Linked DNA regions of Mus musculus: region 2 is linked to region 1. The links are chromatin contacts, called in public Micro-C maps. All regions are on one chromosome and are shown on one strand. The core of a region is the stretch at or near the end of the contact, and the rest is flanking DNA. Distances in the headings are between cores, read along the strand shown. Region 1 overlaps Lrig1 (leucine-rich repeats and immunoglobulin-like domains 1). Region 2 has its middle 82 kb from the start of Lrig1.

What was found. Hi-C and Micro-C count contacts between places; a contact is called where the count stands out from the background.
Region 2: a Micro-C map of muscle stem cells shows a contact between it and region 1, with 2.3 times the contacts expected there. The contact joins two enhancer-like sites. A contact is called at or near these places in 4 of 39 promoter capture datasets (cranial neural crest, embryonic stem cells and liver), 15 of 484 Hi-C or Micro-C datasets (LSK cells, double positive thymocytes, embryonic stem cells and 7 more), 16 of 115 datasets of contacts at active chromatin or transcription factors (CD8 T cells, embryonic hindbrain, embryonic midbrain and 8 more) and 3 of 9 other capture datasets (adipose tissue, embryonic stem cells and liver).

Annotation. Positions count from the first base shown.
Region 1 is chr6:94,683,140-94,689,155 of GRCm38.p6, reverse strand. All of the region lies in intron 1 of Lrig1 (leucine-rich repeats and immunoglobulin-like domains 1), which reads left to right. Among named protein-coding and RNA genes, the nearest start is that of Lrig1, 14 kb to the left of the region's middle. Within about 2 kb of position 3,730, at least 30 of the 459 cell types and tissues checked have an H3K27ac peak or open chromatin away from gene starts, as enhancers often do. A contact at or near this core is called in muscle stem cells, where this site is marked.
Region 2 is chr6:94,778,594-94,784,759 of GRCm38.p6, reverse strand. No RefSeq gene overlaps it. Among named protein-coding and RNA genes, the nearest start is that of Lrig1, 82 kb to the right of the region's middle. Within about 2 kb of position 4,654, at least 63 of the 459 cell types and tissues checked have an H3K27ac peak or open chromatin away from gene starts, as enhancers often do. A contact at or near this core is called in muscle stem cells, where this site is marked.

The DNA of each region.
Region 1 (6,016 bases), core at 2,481-4,980:
TCCAGATAAAGGATTCTGGGCCAAAGAAAACTACGGGACCTGCAAGCTTGACGTCTTTGACTTAGCTTTTGAGGAACATAGCTTTAGAGAAAAGGCAAGAAGTTCCAGGGTCATTTTAGTAGGGTTTTCTTAGGGCCACCGAAGGCCACGGATGGAGTAGTTGGATCAGTGAAGTTTTCCCCAGCCTGCTAATCTTTCAGCTCCATGGGCTGAGAGTACAGATTCATTGGCAACAGCTGCAAGGAAGGCCACACCCACAGCTCTGTCCTCTGGAGCCAGCTTGCCTTTGGTTGTATGCATGAACATGGCTGATTCTGAGTAGCTTTAAGCCATTTTCCCTGGGAGCTTTTCTGTGTGCTTTTCAGTGTGGACACTCAGTAGCCTGACTTTTGTACAAATCAGTGACTTCTTTCTCCAATTTTTGTATTCGCTCACTTCCTTTTTAAAAATTGTTTTATTTATTTCTCCAGTCTATTTTTGTTGTTGTTGTTCAATAGATACCAAATTTACCCATCTATGGGTTTCCTTTTGGTCTAATATTGTTTTTGGAAAGTCTTGATTTATGCCAAATAGGAGTTCCGTGGAGGACCTAGTAGCTTTTGTTTTTTGTATTCTTTATTTTAAATAATTATTTGTGTTTGTATGTGTGCATGTGTTCTTGTTTCTGTGGGTGTGGATGTAGGTGTGGGGGAGTCTGGAGGGCCAGTGTTGGGTGTCTCTCTTCTATGGCTCCCCACTTTATTTTGAAGTGGTCTGTCAATGAAGCTGAGACTCATTCTTTAGGCTAACTTAGGTGGCCAAAGGCGTCATTTAGAACCTGGTGCTGAGGTTACAGGCGCATCCTCATCCAACTAATTATGCCGGTGCTGGAGATCTGAACTCAGGGCTCTGCGCACACACAGCATGCATGCATTATCTGCTAAGCTATTTCTGCAGCCCGTTCTCTGTGCTCTTCACAGCTACCTTCCTTCCATGTGCATCTGTTGTCTTCGCTGGAGATTGTTGGGCTCTTCCTTTTATGCAATTCTTACTTTGTATGTTTTCATGAGATGAGGCCGTAGGGTGTTCTTCTGTTCTCTTCTTGAAATCATGCTTCAGGGAGTTTGAGCTTTGTTTGGGGCTACACCATGAATGGGGTGAAGTTGGAGGCCAGGTAGTGGTGTTTTGAACCTCTTGATATAAGTTCAGCAGGAATTAGAGATTATTTTAGGAGTGAGTAGTCCAAAAAGCTTCTTTTAAAAAAAATATCTCATTAGGCGCCAAGGAGATAGCTCAGATATTAACATGCACGAGATCCTGTGTTTCATTCCCAGAATTCATGTAACAAAATCCAAGTCTAATAGTTTGCACCTGAAATGCCAGTGCTGGAAGGGCAGAGACTGGCAGATAGAGCCCTGGGCTCACTGGGCAACCATTTTCGTCTACTTAATGATTGACAGACCAGCAAGAGAGAAAAGAACGGGTCAGGTGGTACCAAATGACACATGAGGTTGTCTTCTGACCTGCACATGTACGTGTATGTACACCCCGCACACATGTACACACATGACACATGTGCAGCCTTAGATGTGTATAACCTTACACCTGTAGTCTCAGCACTGGGGAGGAGGGGCAGAAGAATCAGGAGTACAAGGCCAACACCTACTGTGGTTGAACCCAATCTGGACTACCTTTGTTATTGTCTAAACAAACAAACAAACAAAAACAAGTGAAAAGGCAGCCCTTTTCTGTCCTGTTGTTTAAGATCAAAATAGCCCAAATGCTTTTCCCACCCTTGTACGAGCTTAATCTAGAGTGCCATTTTCTGCTACTCCTGTGCTCTTCCGTGTCTTTCCTGTTTGTGTCTGATCTTCTCCCAGAGGATTCTCAGTCCTATTAGGTAACTTTTTACCTCAGTTAGTTGGGGAGGCCATAGGAACTGTGGTTGTTTCAGTCCGGTCTGTGGAGAGGACTGAAGGCACATGGAGTGGGGGTTAGCTGTGAGGTACTGCCGTGTGTGGGATCTGTGTTGCCCTCATAGCCCATTGAGGTAAAGGGGTGACAGTGGCCTCTGTCAGGTGGGGAGCAGTGCTTCTTAGCTTGGAGTCAGGACTTTGCTTGTATTCGAGAGAGAATCTGGGACATAAAACCAACATTATGGCAAGTGCTCCCTTCCCTCCTCCTCCTCTCCCATTTTCTCCGTTCTGCCTGAGAACCACTTCAAAGGCTCCGATGTGCTGGTGCCGCAAGCTGCACAGTTATTGTTAAAGAATTTGGAGATATAATTGAAAACAAACTGTTCGAGCAGAGCAGATCTAGGCAAGTTCTAGCTCTGAGGGAGAAGGGAATTCCAAGTTCTTCCTCTATTTGGAGCTGATGTCTCAGAACACTTGTTCTGTAGAGTCATCAGTGAACGTTACGTCTGGGAGTTGTATGTTGGGAAACGGCGTTCTTTTTAGATGGAGAAGAAATATAAACGCATACATAGAGTTACAGTGCAGTTGGAAAAGTGTAGTCAGAGTTAAAAAAAAAAAAAAACACAAACAAGCTAACATTTAAACCAGCAGAGTGATTGGCCATGCGATTGTGACTCTTCAAATGGAATGTCCATATTTGGATGCAGTACCACAGCTAACTTACTTACTGGGCCCCCTGTTCTTCGTTTTGGGGGCCGCTGACATTTCAGAAATATCACAGGCAGAATCATTAGCCACAGCAAGTGTGACTTCGGAGTTTGAGTTCCCTAAACATTTGTGCTCCTTACGTCAGTTCAGCTTCTGTTTGCCAGTAAAGGCCCTAGAGCATCCATGGTTCGGACTCTGTGAGAAAAACTCACTATCATCTGTGAGCTTCTTGTCACAGGCTGTGGTTGGGAGATAAAACAGCCTGTGATCTCTGATTAAGAGTGGCACCCCTGGAACGTGGCCTTGTTTGAGTGACTTTGGACAGTTTATTTTCTCTTTGCCTCCTTTTTTTTTTTTTTTTCTTAAATGAGAATGACTGAAGTTCCCACCTTATTGAGATCGTTTAAGGACAAATGCCTGACACGTGGTTGAAGCCACATGAGTTGTAACCGTTTATGTTTTTATAGCAGGATATATGTGTTAACTAATTTGAAATATTCTGTTGAAATATATCATGGATGTTTTATACATCAAGTCCAGTGTTGGTAGAGGACTGGTCAGGGCCTATCCGTAGCTGAGGTTGGAAGTCTAGTCTGCTTGCACATGATCGTAATAGAAAAAAACGCTGTAAGACAGTTCCTGGCCCTTGTAGTATTTTCAGGTCTGAGTTCCCTGAGGCCAGTCACTGGCCCCTTCTGCTCTCGAGTGGCCTGAATTACCCCGTTTTGGCACACAGTTGGTGCTTTATTAGTGGTGTCTAAAGTGTGATTTTGGAGTGTATGCTTCTGGACTGCTCTGTGCTTTGCCTCTTTGGTGAGGAGGTGGTAGCAGGCACATATGCCTTGCCATCTGTTGTTTATTGTTTCTGTTAGGTTGTGGTTTGTGTCCCTGTTGCGTGTTTCTTTGGTTTCTGGAGCAACTGCCAATATTATATGCTTGGGGATCAAAAAAAAGTAAACTATTTATAAACAGTAAAGTATCCTTGGGTTTGGAAAGTGTTTTTCTCAAATGCGTGTATATTTGGTGGCTTTATTATAATCTCACTGATGTATCATTAGACAGTGTGCAGATTGAGGCTCATCTAGAAGATGGGCAAGTCAGAGTCCAGCCTTGTGTAACCAGCACACAAACAGCCTTGGTGATAAGGCCCCGGTGTTAACGCTGACCCGAGCGGTGTATTTTTAACTCAAGAACATATAAACAGTTTAGCCTGCTGATGGAGTTTATACTTGCCCAAAATCCTTGGCATGCCCAGGGCCGGGTGGTGCTGGGGAATACATGTGGTCTTAGGAGAATGCTTCGAGCAGCAGTCACCCATGGCCCCCAACCCTTCATTTTAGAGAAAGGAATGCAGGGATGGAAAGAATGAAGGGACAGGCCGGTTGCTGATTTTGTATGGTGCATTTTACATTGAACTTTAAAAAGTCCCTTTTCTCCTTGTTGTGTAGGCGTGAGGTGAGGTAGAGAGCTGTTGACTCCGGGTTTTGTCGGTGCTTTCTCCCCTCCCTTCTCAAGCCACAAGGGGTCTTTGCAGAGTCACAAATTAGAATAGACTTCCTGCTGCAGGCTGTCCACTCCCTCTCGAGCTTCCTAGTGCATTCCTAGCTGGTTCCATCTGCCCGTGCTATCATGTGGTGTTTTTTCTAGCTTCTGGTTTGCCAGCTTGTCCTGTGCATGTCTGGAAGAAGGTTCTTCAGTTTTGGAGACTCCTGTCTGTCTTTCTTAGATGTCTGTTCCCCGGAAACTATCATTTGTATTCTCTTTGACTTGGATTCCCGTTCCGGAAGACCCTACAGTACTCATATAGGCTTTGCAGGGCGTTAATGTGGCACCTCAATTTGTCTGTAAGCTGCCCTAGAGTCGAGACTGCCTTTCTTTCTAATGCTTCTTTTTTTCCCTCCACAGACTCTAGGTAGCATCAAGCCTGATAGATACATAATATGTGCAGGCAGCACAGGTACAGAAGTACAAAGACTGACAGTCCTTCTTCCAGGCTCTCTGGCAGGGCTTGGATAGCTCAGGTTGGCCTCAAGTTTGCTAGTAGAGAAGAATGAACTTGAACTTCAGATTCTCCTCTTCTGCCTCCCAAGTGCTGCCTTCCAGGTGTGTGCTGCTGCGCCCACTCTATTCAAGGGCAGGGCTTGAACCCAGGGCTTCCTGCATGGTAGGCATTTGGTCCTGGCCAGTGGTCTTCTTTCTCTCTACCTTTCTAAGTCCTGTAGGAATGGACAGAACAGCTCTGGCTTCCCAGGGCTGTGTATCTGTTCCTTTCCCCATTGACCTACTTGTTTAGCAGCCCCCTTCATCTTCTACCAAGTGCTCATGTTGAATATTTAGAAGAACAGGAAGGTTTTAACACCTTACAACAGGAGTTTAGAAGATGACTGACAGGCACTGGAGGCACTGCCCGGGACCTGTCTTCCCTGTGGGGTCCCTGGGTTCTGCTTCCTTGCTGGAGTCTTCCCCATGGCTGTCCTTGGCAGGTGGGCCAGACTGTACAGCTTTCCTCTGAGTTGTGTTTGGCCAGGGCACCCATGGCATATTTCTGAACTGTTGACATGGTCTCTCATCTGCTCCTTTGCCGGAGCTGCCCGGTGGAGTCTGTTTTGGGGAGGGTTGCTTTTCACTTTGACTAAGGCTGTCTAGACACCCTTCCCCTTGTGGTTATTCTGCTCAGTTTATGCTGAGCCCTCGCCAGGCAGCTGGTTTTGGTTGCCTGAGCTCTTGGTTACTCTGCTAAGACCTCCTCTGACAGAAAGCATGAATAGGCCAAGGTCATTTTTCTTCCTCTTTGCTCTTGGCAGAAGGAAGGATTGCTCTCCTTGACTGGATCCAGTACATACAACATTCAGGGCAGGTTACTGTATCCTCAGGGGACAAAGCCAAAGTAGCAACACAGATTTCTAAGGGCCAGTACAACAGACTCTGGCCTCAAGGACTTATAAATCTGACCCCTTTCTGTGTGGCCCTGGGGTATGACACTTCAGCCCCTACTCCATCCTTAAATACATAGGACCTCTGAAGGCAGAGGAGTCATTGCAGATCTTCTCAGGGTGGGTCCTCGCTGGGCAGTTGAGAACAGCTGAGAAGACGGCTCTGCTGCGGCTCAGCCTTGCTCATTGGTTTTGATGATTAGGGAGACTTGCTTGGGCTTGGGATTCTTCTGCAGGGAGGCCTTTGTACCTGATAACCTGAGCTAGCTGGGGGGAGGTGTGCTTTCTGACGTTGGTTGGTTGAGCAAAGCTGCCTTAATCTAGTGAACATGTTATTAATTACTTTTAATTTATATGGTAATAAATGTTAGGAATAAAAAAGGGAAAGTGCAAAAGAAATGGTGATTCGCTTTATTATTCAGTAATAAATACCATCATTTTGTTGTATGAGTTTGCATCGGTGTTGCGATTAAATGCCTG
Region 2 (6,166 bases), core at 3,405-5,904, 95 kb before region 1:
CAAGTGTTTACTATGCAAATGTAGGAACTGAGTTCCAATCCCCAGCACCCATGTGAAAAGCCAGTTGTGGTGCCTTTTGTGCTGATGGGGAAGACAGGAATTCCTGCAACACACTGGCCAGCTGGACTCACTGACAGATCTTGACACTGCCCCCCAAAGGTGGAGTGTAAAAGAATAAGACATCCAAAGCCAACCTTTGTCCCCCTACATACATGTATTTATATACATACTGTACACATACAAAAAGGTTATAGATTAAATTCTTCCATGCACCCAAATACTCAGTGAAATACCTATGGCACAGAGAAGGCAATCAGTTTATCTGGAGCCAAACAGAAGCCTAATTCCAAAGCCAGAAAACAAGCAAGTTCTGATTTCCAACAGCTACCAACTCCTCCCAGGATCTGACTTTGTTCTTCTCCAGAGAATGACACAAAGGAAATGCTGAGGGGAGTCGGGTGTATTCCATACCTGACCACCAGCAGCATTTCAGCATCTGGCATTGGTCTTCTAACAAATAATGTTCTAAGCACTTGACATCATCCTCCCTTGTGATCCCCAGAACAGCCCTATGGCAGGTACCTCATCATCTCCATATTTCAGATGAGGGAATGACCCAGAGACGCTAAGTAACCTTTTGAGGTTCACTCAGGTAGGGCCACACAATCATGGGAATGGAAGCAGTGAGACCCCAGGAGCTTGACCTCAGCTGTTGTCAGCCACTTCTGACCCACTGAAGCCCTGAAGTGGACAGAGGTCATCCCAGCCCAATGCTCCAGGTCCAGTGCTCCCCTTTTTATGGGCTGAGCACTATGATTCCACTGAGTCCTCCCAGTGAGTCTATGACTGGGTAACATGGCTCTGATCTTCCAGGTAGGAAAACTGGTTCCCACCAGTTAAAGGACAGGAGCAAAATGAGCAAGTGCTGGTGAGGTGACCAGAGCAAGGGAAGTTGCAGTGTGACCTTCCCACCCCTGGATGATTGGCACTCATACTGACTGCTTGTTCACTAGACCTTGAACCAGAATCGTCACCCTCTCTCTGTGTGTGAGAAATCTCTTCACACACAGCTCCAGGAGCTAGATCAAAGGTTCCTCAGGTAACAACCATCAGGTACAGAATCTAGTTCTGTGTCCAGCTGACCTGGAAACCTCTGCCCCTTGTCACTCTGAGAAGATAGCTTTTTGAGTTTAAAAAGGGTGAAAGGGCCAGGAGGGTGAGACTATCAGTCAAAATGTCTGAGTTGGATTCTCAGAACCAAACCAAACCAAACAAACAAACAAAAATAAAACCAAGTGTGTAGACTTGGAATCCCAGCACAGAGTTGGTACATTTGGGCAGAGCCCTGGTCCAGATGGCCCACCAGCCCAGCTGAATTGACAAGCCCCAGACCAATGACTCTGTCTTAAAACTCAAGGCAGATGGTGTTCTGAAAAATAACACCCAAGTCTGACTTCTGACCTACACACACGCACACGCACACACACACACACACAAATCTGCATATGCCCATATACTCAAACATATACCCACAAGATGGAATTTAAAATGACAAATCTCTCTTGGGGGATGGATAAACAGGCTGTGCTGCATCCAGTTGATGAAATACTACTCAATAGAAAAGAAGAAATTAGTGAGACCACCATGGTACACAGTGCATGGCAACACGCAACTATGGTATGGAGAGGCTGGGGCTAGGCAGCACATGGCACAGGAGACGAGCAGAGTTCCCCACATCTTCACGGATTTGTGACTGAATGTGCTTTTCAAAAACCCACAGAACCACTCAATCAGTTTTACTCTCTCTGTCTCTGTGTGTGGTGTGTGTGTGTGTGTGTGTGTGTGTGTGTGTGTTTGTGTGTGTTCAAAGTATTTCAGGATACTGCTCTACCACTGAGCTACTTGCTCAGGCCCAAATTTTAATTTTTCAGTTGAAGACTGATGTTCAGGTCCCCCACAAAACCAAAAATGCCTGTGGCATATTAGCCTACCTGTAATTCCCGTGCTCAGAAGGCAAAGAGCCCACAGAGAACTGGCTAACTGACTGGGTCAGCTCTGGGTTCACATGAAAGACCCTGCTTCTACATTCAAGGTGGAGAGCAATCAAGGAGGACAACTTAAGTCAACCTCTGGCCTCCAGATAAAGACACACACACACACACACACACACACACACACATGCACACAAAGACACACACAGACAGACATACCACACACAGAGACAAAGTCAGAGACAAAAAAAGACAGAATCAGAAAGGCAGAGACAGACAAAGACCCACCCACACCCCCATAAACACAGAGAGAGAGAGACAGAGTCAGAGACAGACATAGACAGAGAGGCCAAGAGACACACAGAAACCCATACACAGAGAGAAAAAGAGAAAGAGACAGAGATAGACAGACATAGACAGAGACAGAGAGGCAAAGAGACAGAGACCCACACATATTCCCATACAGAGAGAGATAATCAGAGACAAAGACAGACAGATACAGACAGAGAGACAGACAGACAAAGACCCACACATATTTCCATACACACACACGAGATAGACACACACAGAAACAGAGATAGAGAGACAGCGAGGCAGAGAGGCAGAGAGAAGGGGGATGAAGAAAGGGAGGAGGGAAGGGAGGAGGGCCGAAAGGTAACGATAGGAGACTATTGGACTAGTGTAAGGTGCGTGGCTGGTCCTGAGTCCTCAGGAGTGCTGACTTCCTTCCTAGGCTGGAGAGGTGGCTCCATGGTAAAGTGATTGCTTAGAGAACACTAGGACCCAAATTTCACCTGGGATCCCCAAACCCAGGTGAAAAAGCCAGACAAGGTGATGACGTTCTTGCAATTTCAACTGGGGCAGAGGAAGCCCATGGGTCCTTGACTCTGGCTGCTTCACTAGCCTAGCCTCCTTGGCAAGTTCCAGGCCAGTGAGAAACCATGTCCAACAAAACAAAGTGAGCTGGGCATCGCGGTGCACACCTTCAATCCCAGCACTTGAGAGGCTGAGGAAGGTGGAGCTCTGAGACTGAGACCAGTCTGGTCTGCATATATAGGTAGGCCCAGTCCATGATGAGGGAGTGCCATCCTAGGAAGCTACTGTTCCTACCTTGAGTTCCTGCCCTGTCAACCCTGAACGATAGACTACAAGCTCTAAGCTGAAAGGAACCCTGTTCTCCCCACATTGCTTTTGGTAATGGTGTTTTATCACAGTCATAGGAGCCCTAACTGAGATGCTTTGCTCTCGCACTTTTGGAATGTTTAGCCCAGTGCCCTGAACCACATCCTATGCCTGAGCCAGTCTTGTCACTCTACAGGTGAACGGACATTGTTATTGTTTTTTGGTTTTTGTTTTTTAACTAGAACATAAACGGTGAGAATTTTATGAGTTCACTGTGGTCCTGCCTAAGACAGTGCCTGGCTTATACTAGGTGCTCAATGAACTGATGAATAGGCCAGCCTGGATCTACCCAATATGCTGCCTAGGAAGGAGGAAGTCAGCGCTCCTGTAGATTCAGCACCAGCCACACAACTTACCATAGTCCTGAATGGTGCCCAGTGACCCACATGTCTACAGAAGCCTTTTGACCCAAGGGAGGTTCCCTTACTCCGCCAACATGCAGGTCACCTTTCCCCAGCCTCTCAGGGAATGCTCATTAATTTTAACAGTAAGCCACAGGAAGCACATTTAACAAGAGAGATACACTGGGGCCAGGGATCCCATTATTCTTCCTCAGCACTTGGAGCGGGGCTTTTTGGAACCACCACATGACCGCTCCCATCATTTCTAAGTAGATTTATCGTCTATTCTTTTGCACAGTATTGAAGCAGTGTAATTCCTTTCCAACCTGCACTTTTGGCTTAGTTTTATAGTCTGAACAAAACATTCTCCCCTGCCCTTGGACTCCTTCTTAGGTTTTATGCCCGGGGGCAAGGGTGGGGACCCACATGATTTTAAATGCTTTGGGGCTGGGTGGCTTCTTCCTGCATCTTAGCCCCTCCTGTCCTGAGAGCCAGACACGAGAAGTTGCCTCCCACATTTATAAGCTGGTTTTCTTGTTTGGCAAAAACACATCTTGTTCCTCTGTCCTTGGCTCACCTGGGGAAAACTTCAGGTTCAGACTTTGAGCTTGAGACAGTTCAACAGCTGTCATAAGTAAAAGGAGGAGCACCTGGTATTTCCAGCGTCATCCTTAGTGCCTTCATTCCAGTTTTACCCTCAATGGGTCCTCAGATGTACCCCGAGTTGGGCTGGTGCCATCTTTGCCCTTCAGGTCAAGGAACCTTGATATAGATTCTGAGATCATTCCAGAAGCAAGATCACAAGGTTGCCATACCCAAACCCTCACAGAGGTTGCAAAATTAGACCCAGGTTGTTCCTGAATTTCTAGAGCTTAGAACGAAAAGAAAGGAAAAGATCTTGTCTTTTGTCTCCTCCAGCAGTTTACGTAAGGCTTTGACATATACAGGAACGATGGCTTGGCGTCAAGCTAACGTTTTCTCTTTGAATTTTCCCTTGTGCTACTTTAGCCTTCCGTGGATGCCCAGAATCTTCTCTGTGTACCAAAAAGAAGGTAGGAATTGTGGGAAGCCTCTGGCAGAAGAGGTTTTAACCTTACTCCCTCCCTGCCAAAGGCCGGCTTGCCCCGGCAGGCTGAGACAGCGTGGAAACCACATGTCCAGTGAGAACTGGCTGGCCTCTCGCCTCTTACAACCTGGAAGCTCTTGTGTAATTAGGAGAGGCAAACACTTGCAGTTTTTCCACTTGCAGTGTTTGCGGGCTTGCTGCTGGCCATGTGACCTCAGTCAAAGTAGGTGGTTTCCAGAGCATGGAGAGCCAGAGTCATCTTAGAGACGTCATTAGGGATGCCTGCCAAGGCCAAGTCACAGAGATGTTCAGGGTAGAGGTATTTCTGATAGCAAAGGAGAGGAAGAGAGAGGGAGTGGGGAAAAGAGAGGAGAGATAAAGAAATTAAGAAAAAGAAGGGATGAAGGAAACAGGGAGGGAAGGAGGAGGCAGAGGGGAAGGCTCCAAAGCTCCACAACAGAGCAGTGGCTGAGCCACAGTTGGGGACAGCAACCTGTGGTCCAACCTAATGACACTATGAGATGGTTTCCTCCTCTATACACTGGCCAGTTAGATGGAAACCAGTGGTGTTTGGTAGATAAATAGATAAATGTTCGGGAATTAGTCTTAACTTACAAACACTTCCATTCTATGTACCTTGTGATTTCATTTTTATATATATATAAAAATATAAGACTGCCAGACTAAGGATGTGGCTCCGTTTGTAGAGTGCTCGCCCAGCATGCAGGAAGCCAGCAGCAACACTGCATAAGCCAGATGTAGTGAGACACACCTATAGACACAGGGGTCAGGGCGTAGAGGCAGGAGATCAGTTCAAGGTCATCCTCAGCTGTTTTGAGAGTAGCATGGGATACACGTGACCTAGTCTCTAAACGGGGGGGGGGGGGGGGGGGGGGGAGACTGTATACTAAAACTAAGCAGCTTTTATATTGAGTGATAAAGCTATGAGTCTTTTCGTTTTGATTTCTTGACATTTTCTAGGTTCTTCCAGTGAATACAGAATGAAAACAGTTAAAAGTTTGGGGGTGGGGATGCAGAGAAGCCATAACCACTGGGGAGGAGAAGAAAAATAAAGACCTTACTTTTTTTTTTTTTTTTAATCTAAGATTCTTTTTTGCCCAGGTATTTGGCCCTCCTCCAAGGACATGTGTGTTTAAGTTCCTGTCTGTCACTGAGAACATAGAGTTAGCTGCAAGAGATATTGTGCAGCCTGCCGCAAAGCACAGAACTTCTAAGTGCTGTGGGTATTTGGGGCAGGATGCTCTTTCACCCATGAGAACTGCACTGTAGATGAAGGCACTCTAGCCAGCCTGACCAAGGCAAACTTGGCCCTGGCAGTTCTTACCTTTCTCCCCCATTCCCCCTGCTTTGCTAAAAAAAAAAACAAAAAAAAAAACATTAAGTTACATCCCTAAAGCTAGCCCCCAAGGTCTATTCCCTTATTTGGCCACTTCCTCTTCCTGGGCTTGACTACCAAGGTCCAGCTATTAAAGTATTGAAGTCCAGCAATCGAAAGTCCCCTTTGGACCACTTTAATTAACATGCCCAATTAAAATTAAACATCTCATCCTACCATAGAGGTTTCC